Linked DNA regions of Sus scrofa: regions 1 and 3 are each linked to region 2. Evidence: chromatin contacts called from public Hi-C and HiChIP or PLAC-seq data. All regions are on one chromosome and are shown on one strand. The core of a region is the stretch at or near the end of the contact, and the rest is flanking DNA. Distances in the headings are between cores, read along the strand shown. Region 1 holds the start of BTAF1 (TATA-binding protein-associated factor 172). Region 2 holds the start of MARCH5 (E3 ubiquitin-protein ligase MARCH5). Region 3 holds the start of TNKS2 (tankyrase-2).

The links. A called contact is a pair of places that touch in the nucleus more often than the background predicts. HiChIP or PLAC-seq counts read pairs in DNA pulled down with a chosen protein or histone mark.
Region 1: a Hi-C map of liver shows a contact between it and region 2, with 5 times the contacts expected there. The contact joins the promoter of BTAF1 here to the promoter of MARCH5 in region 2. A contact is called at or near these places in 2 of 47 Hi-C or Micro-C datasets (embryonic fibroblasts and liver) and 2 of 2 datasets of contacts at active chromatin or transcription factors (alveolar macrophages and skeletal muscle).
Region 3: a contact with region 2 is called in an H3K27ac HiChIP or PLAC-seq map of alveolar macrophages. The contact joins the promoter of TNKS2 here to the promoter of MARCH5 in region 2. A contact is called at or near these places in 1 of 47 Hi-C or Micro-C datasets (heart right ventricle) and 2 of 2 datasets of contacts at active chromatin or transcription factors (alveolar macrophages and skeletal muscle).

What each region holds. Positions count from the first base shown.
Region 1 is chr14:103,528,385-103,532,773 of Sscrofa11.1, reverse strand. It overlaps BTAF1 (TATA-binding protein-associated factor 172), which reads right to left and starts at 2,028. Exons shown (of 38, transcript XM_003359291.5): 1 at 1,713-2,028. The coding sequence starts at 1,726.
Region 2 is chr14:103,869,797-103,874,244 of Sscrofa11.1, reverse strand. It overlaps MARCH5 (E3 ubiquitin-protein ligase MARCH5), which reads right to left and starts at 2,937. Exons shown (of 6, transcript XM_001927572.5): 1 at 2,575-2,937. The coding sequence starts at 2,609. It overlaps CPEB3 (cytoplasmic polyadenylation element-binding protein 3), which reads left to right and starts at 3,000. Exons shown (of 12, transcript XM_021073494.1): 1 at 3,000-3,175.
Region 3 is chr14:103,394,667-103,399,182 of Sscrofa11.1, reverse strand. It overlaps TNKS2 (tankyrase-2), which reads right to left and starts at 2,759. Exons shown (of 27, transcript XM_001926556.7): 1 at 2,262-2,759. The coding sequence starts at 2,460.

The sequences.
Region 1 (4,389 bases), core at 779-3,278, 340 kb after region 2:
AACTTCTGCAAATAGAAGCAGAAGCAGATTAGGCACTCTTTAAACTCTTTTTTTTTTTTTTTTTGGCTTTTTTTTTTTTTTTTTTTTTTTTTAGGGCTGCACCTGCGGCATATGGAGGTTCCAAGCTAGTGGTCCAACTGCAGCTGTAGCCGCTGGCCTACACCACAGACGCAGCAATGCCAGATTCAAGCCAAGTCTATGACCTACACTACAACTCACACCAGCGCCGGATCCTTTACCCACTGAGGGAGGCCAGCGATCGGACCTGTGTCCTCATGGATCCTAGTCAGATTCATTTCCCATGAGCCATGACGGGAACTCCTAAACTTTCATTTTGTTGCTATACAACTTTCATTTTGTCACTACATCTAGTACTACGAAAATATTCAATCTGCACAAGAAGGAAATTTCAAGAGCTGCTCATTCCTTTAAACACTGTATCATCTTATAAACAGAATTCCATATTAAGTTTATGTATCAATGTGTTTATAACATATATATCTATATATTCACATTATAGGCAACCAATTAAAATATACACCTTCCTGTATTTGCAAAAACTGAAAACATTACTTGTATTCTCTCAAGGTATTTTTATAAATCACAAAATAAGAACCTCCTCACATTAATGAATTCAACTAATCTATGAAATAAAACTTGGATGCCCCTGCTACAGTTATCTTGCAACCCAATTCTCATGTGTTTCTCCCACACGCTCTTTCATAATTTATCTGGAGAGTATGCAAGGGATGGGTTATCTTTTCACTTGCAAAATAGGAATGTGCTCAACTATGAAAAATGAATAAAAACGATGTTTTCTGAACTGTCATCATTTCCCCCTTCAGTCTATGTGGTAGAAAACTACTCATGAAAACTAACAATAAACTTGCTCAATCTTTCTGACTGCTCTGAGAAAGACTATCCCCTATTTACATGTCCATATGCCCACTAACATCGAGCCTCTGCCAAAATGTATTCCCACCATTCTTTAATACTGGAGGAAAGAAGTTCCTCCTATAGCTATACAAATAAATGTCTTGCTGGTTTTCCTACAGTTTTCCTAGACTTTGCTACTGATGGGCATCACTTTAAAATAATTTAAGATTTGCGATCCATCTTTCGCGCCTTGGTTAAGAAGATGATGCCGATTCAATAATTTGCTACAGATTACAACGCTGACGATCGAGTAGGTACTGCCAAACAAAAGGAAGAATTATTTTGTATTGTAAAAAAAAAGTCCCAAGGAAAGAACATATCCCTAAAGACGTAAAGAAAAAATTTTCACATAATTAAAAGGTCATTTGGATAATAGTAACTCAAACCTCCCCGACGTCGACAGTTACTACCAAGTTTTCCCGTGAAATGGAGGTTAGGGATCGGCCTTAGAATACTATGAAAGAGAAGAGACTCTCCTAGAACTGAAAGAGGGAAGAGAAACCACAGATGAGAAACATGGTGAGGAAAGAGAAAAACTAGCTCTAACGTGCCAAAGGCTGTATTCAACAAGAAAGAGACGTTTTTTTAACCGATTTAGGAGAAGTAACCAGAGCCAAAACCCTCGCAGACCAAGGGGAAAACTCCTGAGTGTGGGGAGGAAGGCGCCCGAGCCCAGTGACAATGGGAACCGCTCCTTTCTAGGAGTGGGTGCACCGAGAGGAGACTGTGCCTCGGCCGGGCCGATTTACCGTCGGCTCGGGAAGAGCTAGACTTACCTGGAGACCGCCATGGCCGGGCGCCGGCGGTTCGGAGCTCGCCGCGAGCGACCCGCGGCGCCGCGGAGGCGCTAGTTTCCAGAGAGCAGAGCGGCGCAGGCCCAGGCCCCGAAGCAAAAGGGAGCGGCCAGTGCGGCGAGGGGCGTCCTGGCGCGGGCCCTCGGGCATCTGCCCCGCCGCCTACCCGAGCTCGTACCCACCGCGGCCGGGGCGCAAAGGTCTGAGACAGAGTCGGAGGCGGCAGTCCTCCGACCCGCACGACTTCAAACCGGGTGCCCCCAGCCCCGCTCTTTGCTGACGTAGGCGTCGGCACGCCGGACTGAGCGTCAGCGCGCCGGAAGTGACGTCAGCCCCCGCGAGGGTTTCCGCTTGGCCGCTGAGCCAAAGGAGTGCGAGAGGCTTCCCCCGGCGGCGCGCGCCTGCGAACTAGCTCGTGGTGCCCATCAGAAGGGGATTGTTAGTCTTCAGAGGAGGCAGGAGAGGAGAAGTAAGAGTCCCCTTAATTTTCTAAAAAAGGAAAAAAGACTCTGTAGCCCGGGTTCTGGAAGTTCAAAACCTATGTTTCTGATTCCTCCAGCCCCATTTTTGTCCCACCGGATTTTCCTAGAGAAAGCAATATCCGAGGGACCAGAGAACTCTCTAGTCCGGGTGGCAGTGCCAGAGGGAAGGGTGAAATCCAGAAAGATCTGCGACGGTACTTCTGAAGACACGGCCCAAATGTTTGCCATATTCCTGCCATATGTTCTGCATGGGCACTGGAGGAAAGGTCTTCTGCCAGCCATTTTGCCAAGTTTGGTTTCCTAATTGTTTCTCTTTTTGGTCCCGTCATTTTCTCATCAGATTTGAAAATTCTCAGCCATTTATGTTTATATTTATTTGCTTATGCATCTATTCAATTGCTTAACTTATTAGTCTTTTAAACATTTCTCTGTCACCTGGTGCAGGCCCTTATCTTAAACCTGATTTTTATAATAATTGTCAAAGGGATATTTTTCCAACTTCTTCAATTGAGCTAATCTTTCAGGCCTCCAACAGATTAGTCTTCAAGAAACACTGCTTTTATCGTGTCATAAAACTTGTCCATTGACTACTCATTACCTGAAGAGGCTATGCCTCAATCCCTGAGTCTTTCTCATCTGTAAAATGAAGCTAATGAGAATTACTATAGGAATAAAATGATGTCATGTATCTACAAGAGTTTACAAGAGTTTATAGACCATAAAGGGAAAGAAACTAACTTAAGAACCTACTGTGTGCTAATCATTTGGCATGCGTTATCTCACATAATTTGTAGGCCAATCCTGTAAAGAAAGTATTAATGTTCACTTTATAGGTGGGAAAACTAAGTTGGTAATTTGCCTGACATCCAAGCTAGTAATAATATTTACTGTTCATTCACTCAGCAAATATTAGTTTGGTCCCTGCTCTATACCAGACACTCTGTTAGGCACTGTTTATGCAATTAGACAAAAATCTGATTAAGCTGATGTTCTTTTTTCTTTTTTTCTTTTTCTCCTTTTTAGGGCCACACCCACGACATATGGAGGTTCCCAGGCTAGGGGTCAAATTGGAGCCACAGCTGTCAGCCTCAGCAACACAAGATCTGAGCCACGTCTGTGACCTACACCACAGCTCACAGCAACACCGGATCCTTAACCCACTGAGCGAGGCCAGGGATCAAACCTGCAACCTCATGATTCCTAGTCAGATTAGTTTTCACTGTGCCACAGTGGGAATTCCAAACTGATGTTCTAATATCTTGGCATATCACAGCCTCCTCCCACCTGCCTTCTCAGTTCATCTACCACCACTGAAACTAACAAGCAGGTACATTTACTGATTACACACTATATTCATTTATTCAGCCAAAATTAAGTACCCACCACATGCTAAACACCTCATACTAGAAATGAGGGCTTCAGAATAAACCAGGAGTTTCCGTTGTGGTACAGTGAAAACGAACCTGACTAGTATCCCATTTTGCTGTGGCTGTGGTGTAGGCTGGCAGCTGTAGCTCTGATTCAGTCCTAGCCTGGGAACCTCCATATGCCTTGGCTTCGGCCCTAAAAAGACAATAAATAAATAAACTAAATAAATAAATAAATACATACATAAAATAAAATTCCTTGCCTGGAAACTTCTATGTGCCTCCAGTGAAGCCATAAAAAAATTAAAAAAAAATACTCTGGAGTTTCTGCTGTGGCACAACAGATCAGTGGTGTCACTGTGGCACCAGGATGTGGGTTTGATTCCCCGTCTAGCATGGTGGGTTAAAGGATCCTGTGTGGCCACTGCTTCAGCTCAGGCGGCAACTGTGGCTCAGATCTGATCCCTGCCCTGGGAATTCCATGTGCCATGTGGCAGCCAAAAAGAGGGGGGGATACTGTAATATCCAGGAGATAATCAGATATATAGTTCTAAATGACATATAGAATAGAGGAAAGCTCGTGTTATACCTTGGTAAGGTATGGTATAATAATCAAATATATTGAAGTCAGAATGACTTTGGGTTATTTGGGGGGGGCGCTTTTTGTTTTGTTTTGTTTTGTTTTTGGCCGCACCCACAGCATGTGCAAGTTCCTAGGCCAGGGATCAAACCCACTCCCCAGCAATGACCCCAGCTGCTGCAGTGGCAATGCTGGATCCTTAACACACTGCATCTCAAGGGAACTCCAAG
Region 2 (4,448 bases), core at 1,688-4,187:
TATATTAAACCAATACAACAAGCACAAATGTTTAATAAGCACTATAAAACATATTTTTAACCTAGAGGAAAAAGAACAGTATAGCTATACACATTTCCTTACTCTTCTTAAGGACAGAAGTTGCACTGAAGAAATAAACACAAGGGCAAGTTTCTTAGCTAAATATGCCCCTCAGAAATTGCCACCCAAAGAAAAGCTGGGGGTAAGCCAAATTCATGACAAGAAATCTGGGCCCTAATAGGTTGACATATTTTACTCTCTTGGGCCCATCAGTACTCCTCAAATCAACCTATTAAGTATCTTTGCATTCAATTTGCATGTAGGGCCAGCCTAGATTAAGATGATAGTAAATATGAAGAGGATGGGGGAGGGGCAGGGATTGCTACAGTGGTTGGTTACACTAGAATTTTAAGTACCTTCTGTGTGCACAGCATATGAATAGTGTTTCATTGTTTATAAAGTGCTTAAACATGTTTCATTTATACAATCTGGTGAGGTAGGATATTGCCATTTTATAAATGAGGATGTGGAGCCTTAGAATTTGAGTGCAAAGTCACATAGCTGGTAAGCAGAAAAATAAGAACATCAAGATTTCTGCCCAAGCTTATCTCATTCAGCTGTACTATCTCTTGTAGTGGTTTTCAACCACAAAAAATATTTGAAAAGTGTCTGAAAATATACATGCTCAGGTCCCATTCTCCAGAAATTTGTAAACTAACTGGTCTTGGGCAGAGCCAGGAATCCATCCATATTTTAAAATGCTTCTCAGGTGATGCTAACATGTGGCCAGGTTGCAAAATACTGATTAGATAATCAAGATCTCTAAATGTCATCTTAAGAATCTTTCTTGGGGTATATACAAGAAGTACAGAAGATGAGGGAAGCCAGAATTACAGTCACTTGTTTCAGTATATGCTGCCAGAATTTCCAAGTTCCTGTTGAGATGTTTTAAATGCCTCACTAGTACTTCTTGGCTTTTTTCTTTCTTTCTCTCTTTCTTTTTTTTTTTTTTTTTTTTTTTTAACTTTTATGGAAATCTCCAAAGAACATATGAAAGTCAGACACAAAAGTTTACTAAAAGTCACCTACATAAAAGTGGTTTTCCCTCAGAGGAAAAAAAAAAAGTTAATTACAAAATACCCTGCACCAGAATAGGGTCTCATTTGATTGGAACTGGCAGTGGCAGAAAGGTGGACTTCTCTGGGTATATTTCAGTATCCTATGAAATTTGTGAGTATGGTAAATTATCAAACCCCTAGACAATTGGGGAAAATGACCAAAAAGTTCATGCATTTGTTCAAAAAACAAATACATATATACTGAGGACCTGCTGAGTACCAGGCTCTGATGTGGGATTCAAAATAAATAATGAGTAAGCTGCCATCTTCCAGGAGGTTGTAAACTGCTTACATGAAGGGAGTAGTCAACACAACCAACCAGACCTGAATGCTCTCATCAAACAAGGGCTGGATTAATCACTGGGCCACCCCAACTAATAAACAAGTCAGTTCCATGATTTCTATCAACTTAGACATCTCAAAATTCTAAGCTCCAAAGGAAACGTCTGTCACTTTGGAAGGAGGCCTACTCTTGGGGGATGTGTGTTCTGGGTGGGGCAGATCCAAACAGCATTTAATTGGGTATATCTCATTTAAGCGAGGCCTTTCATTTAACACCTTCCAGTTGGACCTTCCCTCAGTACAAAGAGCTGTACCTCATGCTGAACAAGGGGACAAGTGGTCTACTGAAAGGTGTAGGCAACCAAACATGCATTATTAGCCTGCAGCATTGGCTATGCTGGGAAGTTATGTCCTGGTTTAGGGGGAAATGTGGATTACCGATCCCCAAAAACTCTTGATAGAACCCACGGACTAGAATATGAACAGCAGAGGGCGGTGCAGCCGATTTCACAGAATTTTACCCCCTGGAGCCCCCAGGAGCTGGCCCCAAAATAAGATGAAACTTGCTCTGTGAACTCAACGAATAGTAAAATATGCTAAGTGTTCAGGGTTGGACTCATGGCTGTTTTCCATAACCTCTACTTTGGTCTGACCGTTAAAGTCCCTTGCGGATACTCTTGACCTTACAGCCTGGGGTGGGGATGGGATGGGGGAGTTAGGAGAAATGTAATCAGCCTATCAGGCTTTCCAAAACAATGCTTATCTTGGAATAAGTATTAAAATTGGAGGGGGATCACTCCCCAGGAAAAGAGTCTGGTTCTCCTTGCCAGTGACATCACTGACAAACACGTTACAACAAAGTTTGGGGGGAGGGGAGAAGAGTAAGAAAAAGAAACTAATTCTGTGGGTTAATACGAACCCCTCTCACTTCTCAACGGCGTTCGAACAATACTACACGGCACTCTTTAAGTTTCGCTTTAGGTCTACGCATCCAGGCCACCCGCTCTGTCCTCTCCCACGTATGGGCTCCAAACTTTCTGCCCCTCACCCGGCCCCCAGGCCGTGGAACTCCTCCCAGCACGCCGGGCTCCGCTTCCGAAGAGCCCCGAGGCTGGGCGCGGCAGGGCCGGAGCGAGAGTCCGCGGCTCGCGTCCTCCCCCAAGGTTGTCCGTACCTGTCCAGCATCTGCTGTAGGGCTTGGTCCGGCATCTTCCGCTGAGCCGGCGCACTCGCCTCCCCAGTGGGCCCGGTCAGGGCCGGGCCCAGGGACAATAGCACTGAGAGGCGGCGGAGTAGGCCTCAGTCCAGCGGCCGCCACGAACCCGCCAGCCAGCCTCCCGGGGCGGCTCCGCGAGCCCAGCGGTGGCGGTGCGCGGCCCGCGGGCGCCCGGAGGAGGCGGTGGGGAGCGAGGAGGAGGAGCCTGGGGCGGGGAGGCGGCGATCGCGGCCCGGGTTCCTGCCCGTCGGCCCGGGGTTCCGGTCCATGGACCGCGGGCGCCGAGTTGCTGCCGGCGGAGGAGCTACCTCTGTGAGGTAAGAGTCACCGCCTCCGTGCGCGCCGGGGTCACGACGCAAGGCGGCCCAGAGCAGCCTGGGAGATGTAGTCCTCGGACCGTCCCCGCTAGAGGCTGCACAGCCTGCCCAGACCACCGCCGCTGCGCCCGCCGCCGCCCGGCCGGCGCCCTCCCGTTTCCTTCCTCCAGGGGGAAAAATGTCCTGCGGGCCGCTTTCCAGGAAGCAGCAGGATGTGCCGCTCCACTGTCAGTAGCATCAAGGTCAGCCCTCCCTGCCTGTTTCTTTTCTCTCCGCTTTTGCGCTCAGGTGGGACCGAGCCAGGTGAGGGGTGGGGGCTAAAGAGCCATTTCTCAGCAGGGTCCCCAGTCCTGGCCGCGGCGTCCGGGCGGGCCGTGGCGGGGGTGGGGGTGGCAGAAGCGCCTTCTGAAGCTCTCGGCGCAGGGGCCAGCCTCTGCCGCATCTGAACCCATTTTGGGGAATTACACAACCCCCGCAAAGGGTCGGATGCTCTAGTGTTATTCCTGAGGGGTCAGGAGGACAGGGGCTGCCGTGACCAGATGGTTCCCACCCGAGTGTGTATGTTTGCCCCGGGGGATGGGGTGGGGGAGAGGGGAGAGGGGAGGTGGGATTGGGGGAAAGATTATTTTCTCCCTCTCTAGGAACCTTCTAAATGTGCCCGGGCTTTCAAGGGCTCTCCGATAGTCTCCAAATGGAACATGTTCGTGAATAAACAGCTCTTGCTTACTCAGCTGTGGGTTGTCAGGGGTGTTTGTTTCTCTCTCTGCTTCTGGTCACTGTTAACCATTTATAGGCGCCTTGACACCTCCAGGCAGGTGGATGGATGGATATGGAGGTGGGGGGGAATCAAAAGGGAAAAATCATAAATCGCTCCTTGGGTTGTTCTCTGATGTTCTAGGGACAGCTTTGGCGGGAGGAAAGGAGCTGTTGGTTAAAATGAATGCGTCTTTTGGACGACCTGTGGCGTTCTTTAGTGCAGTGATTGGTACGACGTCTGGTAGTTTTCCCTTGATTATGTCTAATTTCTGCCGCAAGAGGCTTGATTTTTTTTTTCTTCAAATCAAAATGTTTTTTAAGCTCTTTTTTTTTTAACGTAGAATTTTACAATCAGCTCTTAATTCTGTTTAAAGTTTGCGTCCTGAATATATTTGAACTAGAGTGTACATTGCCAGGAAGAAAAACAAAAATAACATGTGACTAGAAGTTTATTTGGCCTCCAATTTCTGAAAGATACTTTTATGAAAGGCTTTAGAAATTTACATGACTAATTATAATTAATGCTTCCGCCTTTTTTCTCATGAAATGAGAAGCAGGCCCTTGATAGGGGAGAGAAATAAGTAATTTAGGGTGTTTGATATTGTGAATGCCTATTTATTGCTACTCCTACTGTGTTAAGTCCCTTGCTGTGTGTTTATCTCTTAAGCAATTGTCAGTCACAGGATGGATGCATACATGCTGCTCAAAAAATAGAATTTGATCCTAGAATATCTATTAAATAGGTTAGGACAAACGCCA
Region 3 (4,516 bases), core at 1,510-4,009, 470 kb after region 2:
CTCCATATATTAAGAGAAAATGCAGCTGGATGTATGTACGTATTTATTTGCTGTGCCCATGGCATGTGGGAGTTCCTGGGGACAGGGATGGAACCTGCACCACAGCAATGACCCAAGCTGCAGCAGTGACAACGCTGAATCTTTAACGGCTAGGCCTCTAGGGAACTCCTTTAATTTTACTTAAAAATTAAAACAGGTTCTTTCTCATTAATCGAACTACTAACTTAAATTTATAAGACTAATTTTTTAAAAAAGTATCTATCTAGATTTAAATGCAAGGCTTTAAAGCTCAGGTTTAATGCAGGCCATCAGTAATTTTTTTATTTTGTTACTTTCATACCTTAAATTCTTTTAATTTTTTTTTTTTTTTTTTTTTTGTCTTTTTGTCTTTTTGTCTTTTCTGGGGCTGCACCTGTGGCATATGGAGGTTCCCAGGCTAGGGATCGACTCAGAGCTGTAGCCTCCGGCCTACACCACAACCACAGCAATGGCAGATCTGAGCTGCGTCTGTAACCTACACCACAGCTCAAGGCAATGACGGATCCCCAACCCACTGAGCAAGGCCAGGGATTGAACCTGCAACCTCATGGTTCCTGGTCGTATTCGTTAACCACTGAGCCACAACGGGAACTCCTATACCATAAATTCTTAATCTTTTAACCTGTATGTGGTAAATTATGATGGGTGAGTTGGTTCCTAAAATAAAATTCTCCTTTTCAGTCTGACCAAACTACATGAAATCTACATTAAAAAGTACTTTGAAATGCTGGGACAGAACTGAGGGTGGGAAGGTTGGGAGGAACAAGGTCAATCAGAAGCTAATCCATAACCTTAAACCTCCAAATATTACTATTTTCAGAGATGAACTCACTAATACAACAAATTCTTGAAAGGTAGCAACTAAGATCTTCCTTGGTTATTTTTATCCCACAGATCAAGTGAACAGAATCTAAGTAACACTACCCTTTGGATTACGTATCAGTTGGGTATGAAAGTTTGCCAAATCAGTTGTTTAAATGTTGACTACATGGACAAAAACGACAATCCAAATTAGCTGAGGAAAGGCAGCACTGATCACCAAAATTTTAGGCAAAATGGTGAAAAAGGAGATTTGATTTTAGAATTCTTCCCCATTCCCTTTCTGCTGCCTACAGTCTTGTTTCTACTTCTCCCACCAATGGCCTCCTAAATCTTCTCCCTTAAAAGGCTTCTCAGTGGGAGCCCAACAATGTCTGTGAATACGGAAATCTTTCCTTCTCTGCACATCATTCCTACTCCAAAAAACAGTGCTTTAAAACATATAGTTCTGCTTTTTCAAAAAATTATTTTAAACAAGCATGTAATACCCAAAATGAAAAACCAGGACTAACGGAAGTATGACACTCTATTCCCACTTTTAATCGTGCATGGCTCCCTTGAGGATAATCACGATCTTTCCTCAAAAAGAAAAGCATAAATGCCTTGTAGAAATGAGCTGTTTCATCTTTAATTTTTTAATTTTTCAATTAAATTTAAAAAGCTTATATTACAAAGTGAACCTAGCAAAAATTAAAATAAAGTACTTCAAACAATCTAAATCTCAGAATGAGGCGAGGCTAGTACCAATTTAAATTCTAAATCCAAGCTAGAGAACCTGCACCGTCTTTCCTCTCATTCTACTTTCCACCCTAAGTTGAGTCTGGCAGGGACTACCCAATCGCACCCAGCCTAAGTCAGATCTCAGTTCTCCCAAACTTGACTATTTCCAGTTCTAGTCTCTCTAGAAACTTGCTACCCTGATAAACTCATTAAGGGTAATGTGTCAATGGTCAATTAAGCTACTCTTCTTGAATTACACTCCTGCGTTTTATAAAAGCCTTTAAGATTGTATATCAAAGGATTGTTAAGTGTTACAGTGGAACGTGCAAGAACGATAGATTTTACAGTTAACTGGCCTTTAAAATCACAAGGTCTATTACATCTCTTACTCTGTGTGTACAAGGCCTTTCAGGTTAGTAAGACCGGAAGTTGGTACAGGTATTGTCGATACAAAACAAAACAAAGCAAAAACAAAAACAAAACTTCCAGTGAGTTCAGCACGCTCGCCCCTACTCCCCTACCCCCATTTCCTCAGTTCCCATTCGACAACATCGAGATGAATGGGACCGGGGTCCTATGGGAAAGGCCGGGGTCAGAGGAGCATTATGTCTGCTTTGGGGCCTGCGAGCCTGGGTGCGCAGGTGGGGTCTGGGGCGAGTCGAGGCGGCAATGGCCTGGGTTACCTGCGGCGAAGTGGAGCGGCGTGGACTTCCTGCCCGCCGTGTCGCGGCTGTTCACCTTCTCGGGCGTAACTAGTCTCTTGACTCGCTCCACGTCCCCGTTGCGGCACGCTTCGAACAGCTCGCGGGCGGCCGGCTCCACCGCCTCGGTCGCCGCGCCCGCGCAGGCCGCGCCCCCGCCGGCGCAGCGGCGGCCCGACATGATCCTGGCCGCCGCCGCCACCAGCAGCAGCGCCAGCAGCGGCAGCAGGAGCCCCGGCCCCGCGAGCAGGAGGGCGAGGGCCCCGGGAGGAGAGGAGCTCAGGGCCCGGGCCGCTTGACTCCCTGCTGTCACCGGGCTCGACTCAGTCCCATGGCCGCGCTGCCGCGCACCCCTCGCCCAGCCCCACGACCCCTGGCTGCCCTGAGACGGCGGAGGCACAGCGAACCCGCCGTTTGAGACACTAAGCGACGCGACGGCGGAAGCTGGCAAGGCCCCTCCTGCCAGCTCTGCTGAGCCCGGGAGCGCACGTGACGTCGTGCCGCGCGTGCGCAGTGGCGGCAGAGCGGCCGGCTGGGTTTCGGAGAGCCAGGCCGCGCGGAGGGGCTTGTGGGAAATGTGAGGCGAGAGCCTCCGGCCGCGGGAGAAGAAGGGGCTTCGTCCCACCGCCATCTTTGTGGTGGCTTTTGATGGAGTCGAACAATTCTGCTTATTGTCTCTGTTTAAAGAATGGATTTCCTGGTCTGAATTTCCTTACTGCTACAACACTGGAAAGAACTCTCGAAAGTTTTCTCTCCGATCTTACATATTATTTTGGACTTGTTATGAGGAAATGTTCCATTTTTTTCAGCTTCCACAATCACTTTCTCCTTGAGGGTTTCTTTTCTGGTTTGGTTTGTTTTTGTGCTCCCCCAACCCCCACCTCCCCAACCTTCTCCCTGCCCCGGCAACTGCTATTTTGTTGTTTTTTGTGAGCCACTTCTCGGAAATGAATGACTTGCTTGATGGGAAGTTTGGATGAACCGCCCCCAGATCGTTTAGGAAATTAGGAAAGCGATGAAAGTTTGTTCCAAGTATAAATTAATAACGGAGAGGCATTGCTCAGATTAATTACTTTTCCCTTAGTTATTAGCTCGGGACTAATTGAAGGGCCCATCATAAATCAATATTATGTTGATTTGGCTGAGGTGTGCTTATCCTGGGTATACACATTGCTGACAGTTTAATGAATTGTGATTTTTTTTTTTTTTTTTTTACTATGGAAGCAAGAAAAGCACATTATTAATTCTCACGCCTAAGGTACTGATGCAGCTGTTCATGATCATCCCGTACTCTATACCTTAGTCTTAGGAAACTTTTAAAAGAAAGATAGGAGTTCCCGTCGTGGCGCAGTGGTTAACAAATCCGACTAGGAACCATGAGGTTGCGGTTCGGTCCCTGCCCTTGCTCAGTGGGTTAACGATCCGGCGTTGCCGTGAGCTGTGGTGTGGGTTGCAGACGCGGCTCGGATCCTGTGTTGCTGTGGCTCTGGCGTAGGCCAGTGGCTGCAGCTCCAATTCGACCCCTAGCCTGGGAACCTCCATATGCCGCGGGAGTGGCCCAAAGAAATAGCAAAAAGACAAAAAAAAAAAAAAAAAAAAAGAAAGATAATGCAAACGTAAAGGGATACATATTGACCTTTGCAATGCAGGCAAGCATATTCCCCCTCCCCTGAATTTCTTAACCTCTTTTTCGGCAAATTCAGTTTTTGCTTGGGAATGTGCTCAAATTTACAATGCTGCCATTTGGTTTCTTTCCAATTTTTTGTTATGAACAAGAGTGCTATGAATATTCCTATGCATTCTTCTGGTGCACATGTACAAGTATTTAAAATGAGAGGCAGACATTTTGACCACTGCCTATAGTATAAGAAATGCATTTTGTGGAGTTCCCGTCGTGGCGCAGTGGTTAATGAATCCCACTAGGAACCATGAGGTTGCGGGTTCGGTCCCTGCCCTTGCTCAGTGGGTTAGCGATCCGGCGTTGCCGGGAGCTGTGGTGTAGGTTGCAGACGCGGCTCGGATCCCGCGTTGCTGTGGCTCTGGCGTAGGCCGGTGGCTACAGCTCCGATTCAACCCCTAGCCTGGGAACCTCCATATGCCGCGGGAGCGGCCCAAGAAATAGCAACAACAACAAAAGAAAGACAAAAAAAAAAAAAAAAAAAAAAAGAAATGCATTTTGTGTCTTCAGCCAGTAAACATACTTATACATAAAACAAAAGTGTCATCAAATAATAAAA